Linked DNA regions of Mus musculus: region 2 is linked to region 1. Evidence: chromatin contacts called from public HiChIP or PLAC-seq data. All regions are on one chromosome and are shown on one strand. The core of a region is the stretch at or near the end of the contact, and the rest is flanking DNA. Distances in the headings are between cores, read along the strand shown. Region 1 overlaps Rab11fip4 (RAB11 family interacting protein 4 (class II)). Region 2 overlaps 9130204K15Rik (a long non-coding RNA gene).

The links. HiChIP or PLAC-seq counts read pairs in DNA pulled down with a chosen protein or histone mark.
Region 2: a contact with region 1 is called in an HNF4G HiChIP or PLAC-seq map of pancreatic cancer cells. The contact joins two enhancer-like sites. A contact is called at or near these places in 2 of 39 promoter capture datasets (embryonic stem cells and second pharyngeal arch cranial neural crest), 3 of 484 Hi-C or Micro-C datasets (the G1E-ER4 cell line, embryonic stem cells and nephron progenitors), 1 of 115 datasets of contacts at active chromatin or transcription factors (pancreatic cancer cells) and 2 of 9 other capture datasets (embryonic stem cells and macrophages).

The regions. Positions count from the first base shown.
Region 1 is chr11:79,609,228-79,613,077 of GRCm38.p6, forward strand. All of the region lies in intron 1 of Rab11fip4 (RAB11 family interacting protein 4 (class II)), which reads left to right. All of the region lies in intron 2 of Rab11fip4os1 (RAB11 family interacting protein 4 (class II), opposite strand 1), which reads right to left. Among named protein-coding and RNA genes, the nearest start is that of Rab11fip4os1, 12 kb to the right of the region's middle. Within about 2 kb of position 1,929, at least 167 of the 459 cell types and tissues checked have an H3K27ac peak or open chromatin away from gene starts, as enhancers often do. A contact at or near this core is called in pancreatic cancer cells, where this site is marked.
Region 2 is chr11:79,778,268-79,782,117 of GRCm38.p6, forward strand. The region is part of intron 2 of 9130204K15Rik (a long non-coding RNA gene); the gene reads right to left. Among named protein-coding and RNA genes, the nearest start is that of 9130204K15Rik, 17 kb to the right of the region's middle. Within about 2 kb of position 1,589, at least 58 of the 459 cell types and tissues checked have an H3K27ac peak or open chromatin away from gene starts, as enhancers often do. A contact at or near this core is called in pancreatic cancer cells, where this site is marked.

The DNA.
Region 1 (3,850 bases), core at 679-3,178:
GATACCAGAGACCACTTGCCCACGGTGTGACCCCTAGTGTGCCCCTCCCTTGGGGAAGCATTGTCCAAGTGTCCTTCTTCCCCCTTACAGGCTGAGCTCCCTGGCCCACAGCCAGGAAACAGTTCCCAGGGGTGCGCCCTGCCTTGCCCTCATTAATTCTTAATCTTCCTAAACCTTAAAAAAACCAAAGCAAGTAGCATGCATAGATTGGACCTGGCTTCAGAATTCAGGACTGGGCCATCAATGTCAACTAGAACTCTGCTAGTCCAAGGATGGCTGGGATTGGCCTGGTGCTAGGAGCAGTTAGAAAGGCAGGCTCAAGAGGGAGGGCCAGGGGATGTAGCTCAGTTGGTAGAATGTTTGTCTATCATGCACAAAGCTCTGATTCCCTGCACTTCATGGAGACAGGCATAAACAGTGTACAGTAACAGGCAGCACTAATCCCAAACACGCTACAGGTAGACACAAGATAAGGAGTTCAAGGCCAACCTGGGCTACCTGAGACCCTGCCTCAAAATAAATAAATAAAAACAAAAATAAAAAATGAGAAAGGAAAGGAAAAGAAAAAGGGAAAGACCGAAAAGCAGCCTTGCAAAGTGAGAACCTCCACCCAACTGATTGGTCGAGAGTCTCCCAGTCTCTGTCCTGTCAGTAGCTCAGAGTAGGGGTATCCATGTCTTTCCTCCCCACTGAGAGAACAGGGCGGTGGTGGCTGTGCCTTTGAGCTATCATGTACCCCGATGTACCCTGGGCCTCAAACTCATCTGCCCGCACCCTGTGGACCTCAGCACACCTGGGGGCTGGTGTTGGCTGAGTGACCGAGAGAAGAAGCTGTGTTTGTGGCCTTCCCTGAAGCAGGTCACTGAAGCCATAGGACAAAACCTTGTCCCTCACAGTCAGCCAGAGCCACCCGTGTCCTCTTGGTGGAGACAAGTTCCCTCTTCTGCCACGGCTGCCCTTGCAGACCGGTCTGTGTCATCAGTGAGACAATGGAAGACTGGCCGGGAGGGCCTTGTGTCTGAGAGTCCAGGGGACCTGGATTTGTGATCAGGCAGACATGCCACCCTGGCCGACCAAAACCTACCCGATGCCCCAGGTGCATTGGTCACCATCTCCTTTTCTATAGAGATTCAGGAAATGACCCCTAGGTGTCAACCTGGCCTCCCTGTGTCTGTCACACCAGAAGCAAACTTCCTTCTTTCCATCCCCACATGGCCCTGGCTTCTCTTCTGGACTGGACTGGCCTCATTAAGCTCTACCTGTCTTCCCCCCCTATACCTTCCAGCACCTTCCTAAGTACAAACCTGGGTCCTTGAGCCCCTGCTAATCACTACCCTCACCCCCAGCAGAGGACATGGTGACTTCCTGGCCAGCTTCCCTGCCCTCTGTGTTCTCCAGCCACCAAAGCAGGTGCTGCACCCCCAACCAGCTGGTACCACTGCCGCCTGTCCTGAGCTCCTGTCCACCCCTCCCATGTCTTCTTGTTCTCTCCACCTTTTCTCTGCTCCCCGGTATTCCCCACAACTGAATGTTTGCTGTGTCCATCCTTTAGGTCCAGCACAGTCACATCCTCTGGCTGCCCCAGTGTGAAGTCCCCAGCCCTCTGGACTCTCCTTCCTTTAAATCTCCACCAACAGGACTCCAGAAACATCCAGGAGGTGACCTTATGGCCACTTCTGTCTTAATTACCCCTGAAATACTGTGAGCCTTCCCTTTTTTACTGTCCCCACCACCCTGCTGGGGTTCTTAAATGATCCAATTCCGTTTTTAAATTCAGCAGATTGAAAACTCTTGTGAGAGGAAACGGAAGGATTAGCCACCAGCCAATATGCAGCCGCCAGCCAGCACGCAGCAGAGCAGCGTCTGCTGAGAGCAGCCTCTGAGGAGAGCAGCTCAGGGAGTTGGGACAGTGTTACTTCTCTAGAGCCTGCGTGTTTCTAAATCCCAGCAGATAATGAGGTGGAATTCAGAGGCTGAGTCATTGGCCTTTGCTCACACCACTGGTGAACGGAAAAGGGGGGATTCCAGCCCAGCTCTGTCTACCACAGAGACCTGGGGTGACATACGGCCCAGACGTGTGGGCGGGTGATCAGTCACCTCCATGCTTTTATGCTCTTCCCAAGGCTATTTTTATTTTACTCCTAATGTACAGCAGGACATCTGTCCTTTCCCTGGGGACTTCCTGGGAGCTTGTCATTCTCCCCGTGGAGCTGAAGAAATGTTTGCTGAAGGCAGGGACAGAGGACAGCCTACTTCAGGGGCCACCCACACGCCTGTCATTTTCATTACTATTCAGACACTAAACAAAGCTCTCGTGGGTGGCCAGAGGGACTCTGCACTGTAGCAGCTCAGACTGATTAAGGGGCCGCTGGTGACACCTGGACATGCTGGATGGAGTCTTGAAAGGGCTCCAGCCACAGCTTAGCTGAGGCTACACTACCCAGGACGGGTGGCCTGGGCCATGGTGACAGGTCTCCTTTCATGGTATCTTACCCTAGCCAGAGACGTCCCAATAGTCCTTCTTCACCACCTTAGCTCTTGAAATTTCCTTCATCTTTTTCACCAACAAACCCTGGAAGGGGGAGGGGTGCTGTGTACACGCGCGTGTGCAGGGTTCAGCTCCTGTGAATAAGCAGGGAGGCCAGAGCAGGATGCCAGGTGGGTGTCCTGCTCTTCCTTATTCCTTTGAGGCAGGGTATCTCCCTGAACCTAGAGCTAGACTGGTTGCCAGCAGGCCCCAGTGATGCCCCTGTCTGCACTCCCAACAGCACTGGGGGTGCACATGCAAGCCATACCCAGCGTTTTACAACACGGTTGCTAGGCTCCAAGCTCAGGTCCATGAGTTGCAGTGGGTGCTCTTACCAGCCCAGGAGAGTTTTTCCATCAGGGACCCTCAGCTTTGGGAAGAAAAACCCATATATGGCTCAAATGCAGAGAAAAAAACCTGCCTGTGTGTGTGTGTGTGTGTGTGTGTGTGTGTGTGTGTGTGTGCTATGTTGAGAAAGCACAGCAGCTCAAAGGTAGCTTCCTAAAGTGGCTTGGAGGCATCACCCTTTGGGAAGATTCTTCCCCAGTGTCACCCAAGATGCATCCTCTCCAGGAAAAGAGGGTAGAGAACCTTTCATGACTGGCTCACCCCTCCCCCATCAGAACCCCTGCAGAGTTCTCTTCCTGTCTCATCTCAGTGAACCGAGGTTTAACAGACATTTGCCTAAAGCAAACTCAGGTTTGGCTCAGTCTGCTCTTTCTGGCCCTGACTGAGGTATCCTGTGCACCTGGTCAAACAGGGGTGGGTCAGGAGGAGAGGAGAGCAGCCATCAGGACCTGCTTCAGGTCTTGCCATTATTTGTGGACATTGGTTGAGTCCTCCACAGGGCCCTGTGCCTTAGAGGGAGACACTGGCTACTCTGGTTTTCATCTCTTCCCTAACCTCGTGTGTACCCCAAACAACCCTGGGGAGACACCCCAACTCTATAGACTCCCAAGGCTGCTGGTATTTAGTGTTATTCAGCGCTTCCATTTTTTTCCAAAAAGGGAAACTGAGGCATAAAGAAGAAGGTGCTCTCCAAGACTCCTGACCAAGTACCTTGATGGTGGAGCTGCAGGCAGGCCCCTCTGCCCATTCCTGCCAGAACCTGTTCCCCTCCAGCTCCCTCAAAGCAAGCACCTTTTCACCCAGCATCCTTGGCGAGCATGGTGCAACGTTCGTTATTCCTTGCTTAGTTATTGTCTTAGTTGATCCTGAGAGTCAGCACTGTAGATGTGTGAAAACCAGTCTTCTAGGGGTAATGTGACTGCACAGATTCCACTGTAGACACAGACCACAATGCCCTGAGCATCCCATGGGGTG
Region 2 (3,850 bases), core at 339-2,838, 170 kb after region 1:
ATGGCAGCGACCATGTCCTTGAGCTTACAAAGGCTTTTTAATGGGTTTACTCCTTCCTTAAATCTTTTTAAAAAGTAAGTGTGTGTGTGTGTGTGTGTGTGTGTGTGTGTGTGTGTGTGTGTGCAAGTAAGTGCCAGTACCCACAAGGTCAGAGGCTTAAGATTCCATGCAGATGGAGTTGTGGGTGATTGTAAGTTGCCTAATATGGGTGCTAGTACCAAACTCAGGTTCTCTGAAAGAGTAGTGCATGCTCCTAACTGCGGAGCCATCTCTCTGGTTCCTGGATTTTAGTGTTTGATGACCGCAGTACACACACCTCCTGCCGCCTCCAGTCATGTGGTGATGTCCTCACCCAGGCTGCAGGCAGGGTGCCATTACCTTGTAAGTTCCCCAGATCCACTCAGTCACAGCTGGCTGTGGTGGAGTGAGGTGTGATGAAGGAGGGTAGCAATATCCAGGGTGATACCACAAAGCTTCAGGGCAGAGTGACATGACTCTGTCAGTCAGACTGGCCTGACTCCAGGCCAAATAGTCTGCTCTCCTCTGTCACCCAGCCAGCTGGTGTGATCCTGGGTCAGCTCTGTCTGGAAGGGACTGTGGACATGTCGACACACGTTTACTTCAGGACCCATGGCCTCTCCAGGGGCCATAGCACGTTCTGGAAATGCTGCTATTACAGACGCTGGCCCCTTGGGCAAGAGTGTTACCCACCCATCCCTCTCAGCCCTTTTTCTCATCTTCACTTAGATTGATGTTCATGCTGAAAGCAAGGTGTAGCTAGAGATCACTAGAGATCGCACAGCAGGCAGTATGCTGGGCTGGGTCTTACTTCCTCATCTCTCTTCCCAGGAGTGGCTGGCTGAAAAGGAGGGCCCAGTCCCTGCTCAGGGAGTGATCAAATGCGTAGATTTTGGCAAACTACTTTAATCCTTTGAGCATTCAATTGTCAAATAGACATCATAACCATAGCGATCCTTCCTGCCCTCTGGGAGCTCTTGGGACAACCCAGTGACCTAAGGACTGTGTGGCCTTTCTGAAGGCTTGAGGGTCAGCATGGCTTCCTGCCTGTCAGAATTCTAGCCTGAGACAGAGCAGGAGCTGAGCAGGCCCTCCAGTCCCTTTTTGCTGGTCCCTTTATGGGGACAGCTCACTGGCTTCCAGGTACAATTTTCATCCAATTACCCTAATTTTTTTTTTCCCAATGAGAAGCCTTTTCTCTTTGCTACGTAAATTCCATCAGGTTGCTAAGATTGACACTTTTCTCTATTTTCTGTTTCCTCCTCCTAAGGACAGGAGGATCTCTTCCACCCTTTCCCCTTACCCAGCAAGCTTGCTTTCTGAGAAGGATTGATTACTGAGGTGTGGGAGAGCAGCCAGGGACAAATATCACCATCGGAGAGAATCCTCCAGTTGTACAACCAGGAAGAGATTTCTCTCCCCACAGCCCCCACACCAGCTTACTTCCCTGGGAACACATTAGTCAAGCCAACTGGGCGACACATCTCTAAGTACAGTAAAGACCCCACTTGCTGATCTGGTGGTCCAGTAGTGAGCACCCTTGGGCCCGTCTGAGTCATCCCTTGTGGATCAGGAGATGGGCGTGCTCTCAATACAAGTCATTCCCTCCAGATGCGACCAAAACCCACAGCTGCCTCTGCCTTTTCACCCTTTCAAGGGCTTGCTGCCAAAGCCAAGCCAGCTTTGATTGATGTGGCTTAATCCTATTGTGTTGTTCTCATAAAACTCACTAATCCCCAGGACACTAAAGCTCAAAGCCTGTGCATGGCCTCTTCCTCCAGGAAGTTGCTTTCCTCAAGTCTCAGCTGCGAGAAGACACTCTGTCCTTGAGAGGTTATGGGGTTTTTTTGCTCTATGCTATAGATTTGGTCCTGAAAATTGTGTGCCACTGATCCCCAAGATTTAAGTAGCGATTAATTGGCAACTGCAACAGCTCTGTTCTCTGCAGACATCACGTTTATCCGGGCCCACTCTCACCTATGCCACCCCTCTACAGCTTTTACCAGTCTGACTCCTTGTTTTAGTCCCACAGTGTCTGTCACAAAGTGAATGACCAAATGAGTCAGGCTTCATCACCTTTCACCTTAACCTGACCACTGGCTCCCAGTTGAGCCAGAATGGAAGCTTCTTTGAGGGATAAAGCTTCAGGGTCACTACCACAACTTAATCTACTATTGGTTCACACCCAGCAGCCACATGAGACTTAGTGCATAAATGATCGGTGTTGAACTTGATCTCAGAATATATTCAGAAAAGTGCTCACTATACACACACACACACACACACACACATATATATACACACACACATATATACATATACACATACATATATACACACATATATACATATATATGTACACACACACACACATATATATATATATATATATATATACTCTTGAAGTACTGCTTTTGTGGGCGTGGTACTGGAGATGCTACACAGGCCTTGTAAGCATTCTCCTACTAAACTATGATACACCACCAACTCCACCAGGTAGCCAGGCCAGCTAAGACTTACCGATTAAAGGTGGTCTATTCTATGGAGCTCAGTGCTTGGTGTTCTCAGGGTCCTCATGCCTATTAGCACATTTCTTACATCAAGCAGGAGAGCCTCATTCTTAACCAAGTCCTTTGGGGCTCTGGGCATGTGATTTCCTTGCCTTAGATCTGCTGTCTCGCCAAAGTAGCCATCTCTGCTGTCCTTACACTCACGGAGGACGCAATGACAAGTTCTTCTTGGCAGATAACTCAGGGGCCAGAGAACCAAGTGCTCCTGCCTCTCCCCAATGTCTCTTGCTCTCAAGAACTTGCTATGGGGTCAAGTAAAGATATAGCTGGGCAATGGAACATGGCGATTATTACTCTAGCAGATACTCACTGACTCTTGAAACCCTTCACGGGAAAAATCTTATAGCAACAAGAGTCACAGGCATGGAAACGCATGTGGGAAGATGTCATGCATATATAATAAAATTGTATTTAAGGTCACAATCTTAACTAGGTATCTTCAATCCTCATGACTCATACATAGATTGTGTGGTTTTGTACGCGCCTACTTGATAATATCTACTCATAATGCCCAAATGGATACTTTTGCTAGCGGGCTCAGTGGGAAACTCCCATAGCATTCCACACCTGCTGACTGCATAGCCGACCTGGTTCCCCAGTTTCCTGTCACTCCAGGAGCAAACCAGCATCTTTCTAATGGAGTCATATTATGGTTCATATTATCCAGAGCCATATATAATATATGGTGCATAAATACATGTATGTGGTACATATGCATCTGGTGTGTGTGTGTGACATATACATATTATCAATTGGACAGGATCTAGAATCACATAGGGGACAAACCTCTGTCTGTGGGTAAATTTCTAGATTAGGTTAGCTGTGGTAGGGAGACCCACCCTAAATGTGGGTGGCTCTAACCCATGAGCTGGGGTCCCAGACTAGGTAAGATTACTTTTTTGTTTGTTTGTTTGGTTTGGTTTGGTTTGGTTTGGTTTTTCAAGACAGTGTTTCTCTGTGTAGCCCTGGCTGTCCTGGAACTCACTCTGTAGACCAGGCTGGCCTCGAACTCAGAAATCCACCTGCCTCTGCCACCCAAGTGCTGGGATTAAAGGCGTGCGCCACCACTGCCTGGCTTAAGATTTCTATTGCTGTGAAAAAACACCAAGACCAAAATCAACCTGGGGTAGAAAAGGTTTATTTCAACTTATAGTTCCACAGGCCAGTCTGTCACTGAGGAAGTTAGGACAGGGACTCAAGCAGGCTAGGAACCTAGAGGCAGGAGCAGATACAAAGGCCACAGGGAAAGACTGCTTACTAGC